2 separate regions of the Sus scrofa genome follow, and region 2 is linked to region 1. The links are chromatin contacts, called in public Hi-C maps. All regions are on one chromosome and are shown on one strand. The core of a region is the stretch at or near the end of the contact, and the rest is flanking DNA. Distances in the headings are between cores, read along the strand shown. Region 1 has its middle 60 kb from the start of PRDX6. Region 2 holds the start of PRDX6 (peroxiredoxin 6).

Region 1 (3,944 bases), core at 659-3,158:
AGTAAGAATGAGAATGCCTTGCCCTCTCTAGGGAATATGGGGAAAGTTTGGAAATGTTTTTGTCACAACTGCAGGATGTTACTGGATATTACTGTCACGACTGGATATTACTGTCAACTAGAGACCAGGATGCTATTCAACATTCTACAATGCATAGGAAAGCCCCCCCATAACAAAGAATTGTCCAGTCCAAAATTTCAATAGTGTCAAGATTAAGGAAAAAATTGAATCTGATTCTGACCAAACCTCTAGATCAAACTATTAATGTATTAATTTACAGGAAAGAGAAGGTTCAGGATCCTGTTAAATAGCACCCCATGGATCCAATTAGAGAAATCTATTGGAAAAAGTTATGTTTTTCAACAGATTGTAAGAGTAATAAAAGACAAAGGGATATGGAACAGGGGAATCTACGGGATAAGAGACAAAATAACCAAGTGGAATACATAGACATAATTTGGATCCTAATTCAAATTTATTATAAAAAATGCACACACGCATTTATGAGACAACTCTAAATATTAGCTAGACGATTATGGCATGAAAGAATTATTGCTAACTCAGGTGAATTATTTGTGTCAAGGTAACTTTTTTTTAAAGGAGTCTGTATCTATTAGAACTACATGTTGAAATGTTTACAGATGAAACAATGTATCAAATTTCCTTCAAAATAATACAGGAGAGGGGCTGTGTGTGAAACCAGATTAGGCCATGAGTTGATCATTGTTGAAGTTGGTGAAGGGCACATGGGAGTTTATGATGCTATTCTTTCTACATTTATATGCTCAAAATTTTCCATATTAAAACAGTTTAAAAAGATTACGAAAATGTTTCTATTTTAAAATGTCTATTTTTCAGAGAGAGAATGGTCCCTCTCCCTTTCCTATACGCCCTCATCTCTCCAAATGATCTGTCACATTTGCCATGCTCAGAAATGTGCGCCTAAGCAAAATCAAAAAGAAAACATGGAGTTCCCGTCATGCCGCAGTGGTTAACGAATCCGACTAGGAACCATGAGGTGGCGGGTTCGATCCCTGCCCTTTCTCAGTGTGTTGAGGATGCACCGTTGCCCTGAGCTGTGGTGTAGGTTGCAGACGCGGCTTGGACCCCATGTTGCTGTGGCTCTGGCATAGGCTGGCGGCTACAGCTCCGATTCGATGCCTAGCCTGGGAACATCCATATGCCCCGGGAGCGGCCCAAGAAATGGCAAAAAGACAAAAAAAAAAAAAAAAAGAAAGAAAGAAAACATATGCAGAGTTCACTCACCATTTGTCAGGTGCCGAACAGAAAATATCCCAGTTTAGAATGTGCGGCATTCACTTGTAAAGAGAGAGAAGCTGGGAGGGGTGCTGTTGTTTACTAGATTCCCCTAGTTTTCTGTGGCTCTTGGAAGGAGGAATCCGTACTCAAAAGGCTGAAACCCAGTGCTTAAGCACAAGCTGGGCCGCCACCTCCACCTCCTGTGGGGAAAAAGACCTCCTGGCTCATCCACCTTTAAACCCCCACCACCGAGCACTGTGCAGCACTTGGTGGGCACTCTGCAAATGTTTGAGGAGGGAGGAGGAGGATTTAGCAGGCTTTGTTTTTAAGCAAGCATAAATAAATGTTTTGTGGAGTGTTAGCAACATCCTTCAGTCCTAATCAGAGAGTTTCCTTTTAGAATCACCACAACTGCAAAGTGACCTCACCAGCACAGACGCAGGGCTCCCCATCTTAGCAAGAAGTTTCAGGGAGGTGCTGGGCTGAGGCTGTCAGCTGCTGCTTTGTCAAATAAATCCTATACCTAAAATAACTACTCACACAGGCCCACTCAAGTGCTACAATTTTATTTTTAACCTTTATCATAGTCCTCAAGACAGGTGTGGAGGGCCTTGCCCACAGCCGTTGAGTCACACCTGAGCTCACTCCACCCACCCCTCCTGCTCTCCGGCTAGGGATCTACTCCCATAGAGCACAACCGCTGCACAGCAGAGAGGTGATAACACTGCATGATATACTTAAAAACTTGCTAAAAAGGTAGATTTGATGTCACGTGTTCTTATTACAAAAATAAGCAAACATATTACATAACTAAGTAGGGTGGGAGGAAACTTTTGGGAGGCAATGGGTATGTTTATGGCACATATGGTAATGGTTTCACAGGTGTACAGTTACCTCCAAACTCATTAAGTTGTGTTCATTAAAAACACTTGACCCTTGGGAATTGTTGTTGTGGCGCAGCGGAAACGAATCTGACTAGTATCCATGAGGATGCAGGTGTGATCCCTGGCCTCATCAGTGAGTCGGGGATCCAGCATTGCTGTGAGATGTGGTAATAGGCCATAGGCCGACATCTGCAGCTCTGGCTCGAGCCCTAGCCTGGAACTTCCACATGCTGCGCGTGCAGCCCTGAAAAGAAAAAACAAAAAATAAATAAACACTTGACCCTTGAACACAGGTTTGAACTGCCCAGGTCCCCTTGTATGCAGATTTTTTTCAATAACATACACTACAGTACCACATGATCAGTACCACACCATCAGTGGCTGAGTGAATCCACCAACACAGAGTTACAGATAAGAAGAAACCAAGGATTCAGAAGAACCACCGATACGGAGGGCCAACTACAAGTTATCCCCTGGGATTTTCAGCTTCCCAGGGGGTCAGTGTCTCAACCCCTGAGTTGTTGAAGGATCACTGTAGTTTTTTGCCTATCAATCATACCTCAATAAAGAAGGGTTGCTGAGCTTGCTATTCAAAGGAACCTGGGGTCAAAGAAAACAGAAGGTCTCCAGAGAACTCACTACTCAGGTAGCATTGAAAAAGGACAGCCGGCCAATCTGAATGGTCTTCATTTACCCAGCTGGATATCTATCTATTGTATACAAATATATCTCTTTTTTACTGAGGGTGCAGGATTCACAACTGCTTTCTTAGCATACTTCTGCCAGTCACCAATCTTTTTTACATTTTTATGTTTAATGTAAATAACTTTTTAAAAGTTTTCCACTTTGCCTGTGTCAAGAGCAGATGTTTTGAAAGAGCACAGTTGTGAAAACAAACATGTGATGGCCTAAGGAGTTAGGAGAGAGAATGCCAAAGAAAACACTTCGCAATGAGAGGGGAAAGTATCACGGGGAAGAGGACAGAACAGGGGTTTCGCTGCCTTCCTTACGTTGCTTGTTATGAGAACAATTAACCTGGCACTCACATTCCCTAAGGGATTCTTTTAAAAAGTGGACGCAGAGTAAATAGGACTCCATAGTTACAATAAAGAGCTGATGGAAGTGTTCGCAGCAGGAACCGATATCATACTCTATGAATAATTTTACAACATATGCAATCTCAACATTTATGTATTCTGTCACTTCGGTCAGAGGTAACTCAGGCAGTGTATTTAATCCTAAAAAAAATTCTCCAGACAAGAAACTCTTTCCCTAGAGCCCAAAGAGCCCACAAAGTCCTACCTTCTCAGATTCTCAAAGCTCAGCTGGGGTAAGGATAATTGACAGGCAAGCTTAGACCTACTTTGAAATCTTTTGCAAAATGAAGAATCCATTTATAATGCACATACCAGCCCTAAAGGGATGTTTGAAATCTTGCCATTCATCTTAATAAGATTTCTTAAAATGCTATTTAGCCAGTAATTATTTTTAAGTTTTCCCCACTTGAAGAGCTAAGAGCTAAAGAGCATATTTTACATATATATATAGTCAAATGAATATTTCTTATTTACAGACAAAGTGGATGAATTAAAATAGTTGTTTTGAACTTTCTTTAGAGAATACTTTTATTATATTCTGAATATCTTCCAATTCAGTCTTTTTTTTTTTTTTTTTTTTTTAAGAAAATGTTGAGTTCCTTAAATAGCAACCTTCAAATTAGGTTTGAAATTCAGAAATACCGTGGTGCCTTCCAGGTTGAGGTTCTTAAAGGTCTTTACCTTCCTTCTTGAGTAAGATGCT
Region 2 (4,024 bases), core at 619-3,118, 60 kb after region 1:
TAAAATGCTGAAAAGGCTAAAGCAAACAAGTCTGCAATGTACAAGAGGACTGCCAGTGTGCGATCTCTGGAATTGTAAATTCTAACAGACATTTATCTTATTTTATTATTAAATTATTGCTTAATATATAACAGTTTTACAATTATGCCTTTTATAGAGATCTATAATGTTTCTGTGTTCTTTCTCCATAATTTTGGCATATCTGCATTTTCTAGCCTATCTCCACAACATTGTTAATAGCCTTAAATTCAAATTACCTTCCTTTTCCTCTTCTCTTTCACCCCTACAAAAGGAATTAAAGCATAGAGCTTTTAAAACCAAAGCTTGGAGTCAAACTGGTTTACAGATTAAATTATAGTAGCTTCACAGAGTTTTCTAAAATGGCTAAGAAATTTTACCAGTAATCTTACAAGTCCTTGTACAGGAGAACTGAGCAAATATGATTGGCACGCATACACACGAAAACATCACTCCACTGAAAACTGAAATCTTAGTATGTGAGTCATTTTTCTTCACACTGCCATGTGCCTTCTCTAAGTCTGGGGACCACCATCCAGAGAATTTTTGGTAATTTTGGTCCATCTTCTCCACCCAAACTCCATCAGCATTTACGCTAGGTTTTTATCATAACTGTACATACCTCTGCCTTCCTTGTAAAACCATATCTCTCCTCTGTTATCAGCAGGCCTAGCACAATGCCTAGCACATAGTCGGCAACGCAAGGGTTATTGCATAAACTACTATCATCATCCAAATAATAGCTACTGTTGCCAGAGAACTTACTATGTAAATTAAGATGATTGTGGAAACGGATGCAGCTGACAATGGTAACCACTTATAGTTTACCTACATTAACCCAGAGGCTTTCTCAGACCAGACTATCCAATTCAAGATGCACCCCAGTCACCCTGTGGCACATAACCTTACTTTCTCTGAATAGGATTTACTACTGTTTAACATATTCTTGTTTAATTACGCCTCCCTCACTATAATGAAAGCTCCAAGAATACAGTCATTTTGTCTACCTTGTGCTTGGCACACAGAAAGCAAAGAAATGAATCTAAACTTCCCACTTTCTTGGGTGGAAGAGTTGACTTGCACACAATAGACCACAACAAATATGTTTTTAAATTTAGATTTAGATTTCAGGATAACTGTGTTGAATAGCTTATGATTCATAGTGAACTCTGGGAGTGGAATAAAAATAAAACTTTGTTCTCATTCCCCCAAGCACTTACTGACATAGGTGCTGGCATTTTTGCTGCAACAAGAAAGCCACTTCCTCTGACGTAAGGTGCCCCACATGTCTGGGTCTTGCCACATTCTCAGATACAGAAATCAGGATGGCTAGGCTGGCTGGGGCGGTCAGGATTCCAGACGCTCACACTAAGAGAGCAGGGAGTGGAGGGGTCGCGGGACCCCTCTGCTGGGAGTCGACCGTGAATGGGTGTCAGGAGGGTCTCCGCGGATTCTTGCGGCTCCGCAGGGCCGCTCTCAGCCTTGGGGCTCCCCTTCCTATTGCGTTCCGCTTCCTTTACCTCCAATGCCCAGAACGCACCCCCAAGATTCCAGAGGGCGACGTCATTGAGTCCCCTGTCACGTGAGGGATCCTGGCAGGTTAGAGGCCTGGCGAGGTGTTGGACCGCGCCCAGGGCTGTTCTGTCCCAGCCCTGCTTCAGACTACCGCCAGTTCCGGCCTCTCCTACCGCGCCCGCCAGCGTGGGCCCCGCCCACCCCGCCAAGGCCTGGCCCCGCCCCTCCCGCCCGCCGCGGCCCCGCCCATCTTGGCTGTGCTTTGGTCCCGCCCACCTTGCTCCCTCCTGTCCCGTCCCGCCCCGCCCCTTGAAGCCCCATTTATTCCTCCCCGCAACACCTACAAGGCTAGAACCAGCCATCCGTTAGCTGTCGCTGCTGGGCTTCTTCATCTTCCCGCGTCACTGCTGCCGCCATGCCCGGAGGTCTGCTTCTCGGGGACGAGGCTCCCAACTTCGAAGCCAATACTACCATCGGCCGCATCCGTTTCCACGACTTTCTGGGAGACTCGTAAGTGGCCAGTTTGTCGCCCTGCCCTGGGTTACGCCCGGACTCGGAGGTGCCTTCCCCTTTTTCTCCCTTCCGTCCTCCACCGCTTGCCGCCCGCCTCCTCCCGGCACCGGTTCCTGCACGTGCCTTTCCTATGTGCCCTGCCCCGCGGCGACAGATCGCCGCTGAGAGGAGGCGACCCTCTGGTCAGCCATGCGCCCGCCACTTGATCCTCTCCAGCCTCCCGGCCCCCGCATGGCTGGGCTGGCTTTAGAGAGGGGGAGGGGAACAAAATCAGGTCCTGGGAACTGCAGGCCAGTGCAGAGGAGGGTTTGTTGTCTATTTAATTCTGTCTTCTAAACTCTGCAAGTAGCGTGGTTCAGCCGAAACAGGGAGGAGGCAGGAGCCGAGCCTCATCTGCGGTCAGTTCCTGGGACTTGTGCCCAGGGTCTCACCTCCCTCCTTCGGTTCTGGAATTTGCTCCCTGGGGAAAGTGGGTGTCCAAGGCCAAAGTCAGAGGACACTGCTGCTGGCTGAAGGTTCAGGAAGGGCCCAGCGTGTTATCTGAGGGTTCTGCTTGCTGCAGTGGTATTTGCACAAAAAATTTGAAACCACTAGCTTGCCAAGTAAGTAGCTGAAAGACTTTTTACCCTGATCCTGCTCCAGTGGCCACAATATGATTTGATAACAGCTTTGGGAGGATCCCAGAACACTCTGTGTGTGGGTGTGTCCTTCACTCCAGAACCTGCAACACCTTGAGGCAAGGGCTTCCTGAGGTCGTTCAGTTGCAGTGATCCATGGCAGGCACCGGAGCACCCCACCTCCCCAGTTGTAGACCCTTTTGTTTCATAGCTGCGTGCCTCTCACTGCCCCCTCCCCCATCTGCCATGCTTCCAGCAGCACGTAGCCTTGCCGAATCGCTGACCCATGATCTAGCCTGGCAATCATACCACTATGACTTGGAGTACATGGGTGTAACCGTGGTTTTACAGCTCCTGAATAAGCAAACTTTAAGTTTATTACATTTAACATGAAACGGCCCAGATGTGTCTAGTTATGTTTCTGGAGTTCCAGTGGCCCCACTACACTGTGGTCCAAGGCTTTATGACCTTTGCTTTGTACCCTTTTTATATAGTGTCCAGGTATATGTAGTATATACAGAGGGCAAAGTTTATGAGATTAATCAGTGCTTGGACAGACCCATGCAGAGCACCTGGGAGAGATTCTTAAACTTAGTCCTAACCACCCCCCTTTTAAATTCCTTAAATCCATTTTCCAGCCACTGATTAAGGGAAAAGCTAAGTTTTTTGAAAGAGAACTAGGCTAGAAAAAGGATGAGAAATGGAACATTCAGACCTTAAAGACAGGGAAGGGCTTCGGAAATACAGACTATGTCCAGTCTCATACTTGAAATCTAGGTATTAGTATTTCTCCAAGACTCCAAAGGATTTTCAGAGAATGTTTCTTCCCACTCCAATCTACAGCCCTCACCTCCCATAAAACAAAATCTTATCAGAACTCTTGAGTTAAATATATTAAAGATAACTATTAATATAAAGCATATTTACTGTAGCAATATTTATAAATGATGTAGCTATTTAAACTAACCCACTTGGTGGGGGTTAGGGGGAGTATTGTGTATTGGCCTTGACCTTGATTTGATTAATAGCGTGCCTTCTCAGGGAGTCACCAGTAAGAAGAGAAAAATATCTGCATTTATAAACAAATAATATACAAGTCAGTCTCAAACCAGGCAGGGGATAGTACTATTTCCTGCCCTACCCTAAAAATAAGTTTGAGCCTTTTATATCATTATAATGGATTTTTTTTTTCCTAATATAATTTTTCCAAACTCCATTCTTAAGGTGATCTCAATCCAGGTGATCCATTTTTGATCCAGTTGTGTTTTGGAGTAAAAAATTAAAATAATTTCGAACACTCTTGGTATCTACCCTGCCCTCGGCAACTGGAAACAACTAAGGGGTTTGTTTGGGGCTGCATT

Evidence for each region. Hi-C and Micro-C count contacts between places; a contact is called where the count stands out from the background.
Region 2: a Hi-C map of liver shows a contact between it and region 1, with 2.1 times the contacts expected there. The contact joins the promoter of PRDX6 here to the enhancer-like site in region 1. A contact is called at or near these places in 1 of 5 promoter capture datasets (fetal skeletal muscle), 4 of 47 Hi-C or Micro-C datasets (alveolar macrophages, liver and skeletal muscle) and 1 of 2 datasets of contacts at active chromatin or transcription factors (alveolar macrophages).

What each region holds. Positions count from the first base shown.
Region 1 is chr9:115,796,098-115,800,041 of Sscrofa11.1, forward strand. It overlaps a transcript of TNFSF4 not described here. Among named protein-coding and RNA genes, the nearest start is that of PRDX6, 60 kb to the right of the region's middle. Within about 2 kb of position 1,909, at least 8 of the 83 cell types and tissues checked have an H3K27ac peak or open chromatin away from gene starts, as enhancers often do. A contact at or near this core is called in liver, where this site is marked.
Region 2 is chr9:115,855,761-115,859,784 of Sscrofa11.1, forward strand. It overlaps PRDX6 (peroxiredoxin 6), which reads left to right and starts at 1,869. Exons shown (of 5, transcript NM_214408.1): 1 at 1,869-2,043. The coding sequence starts at 1,949. It also overlaps a transcript of TNFSF4 not described here.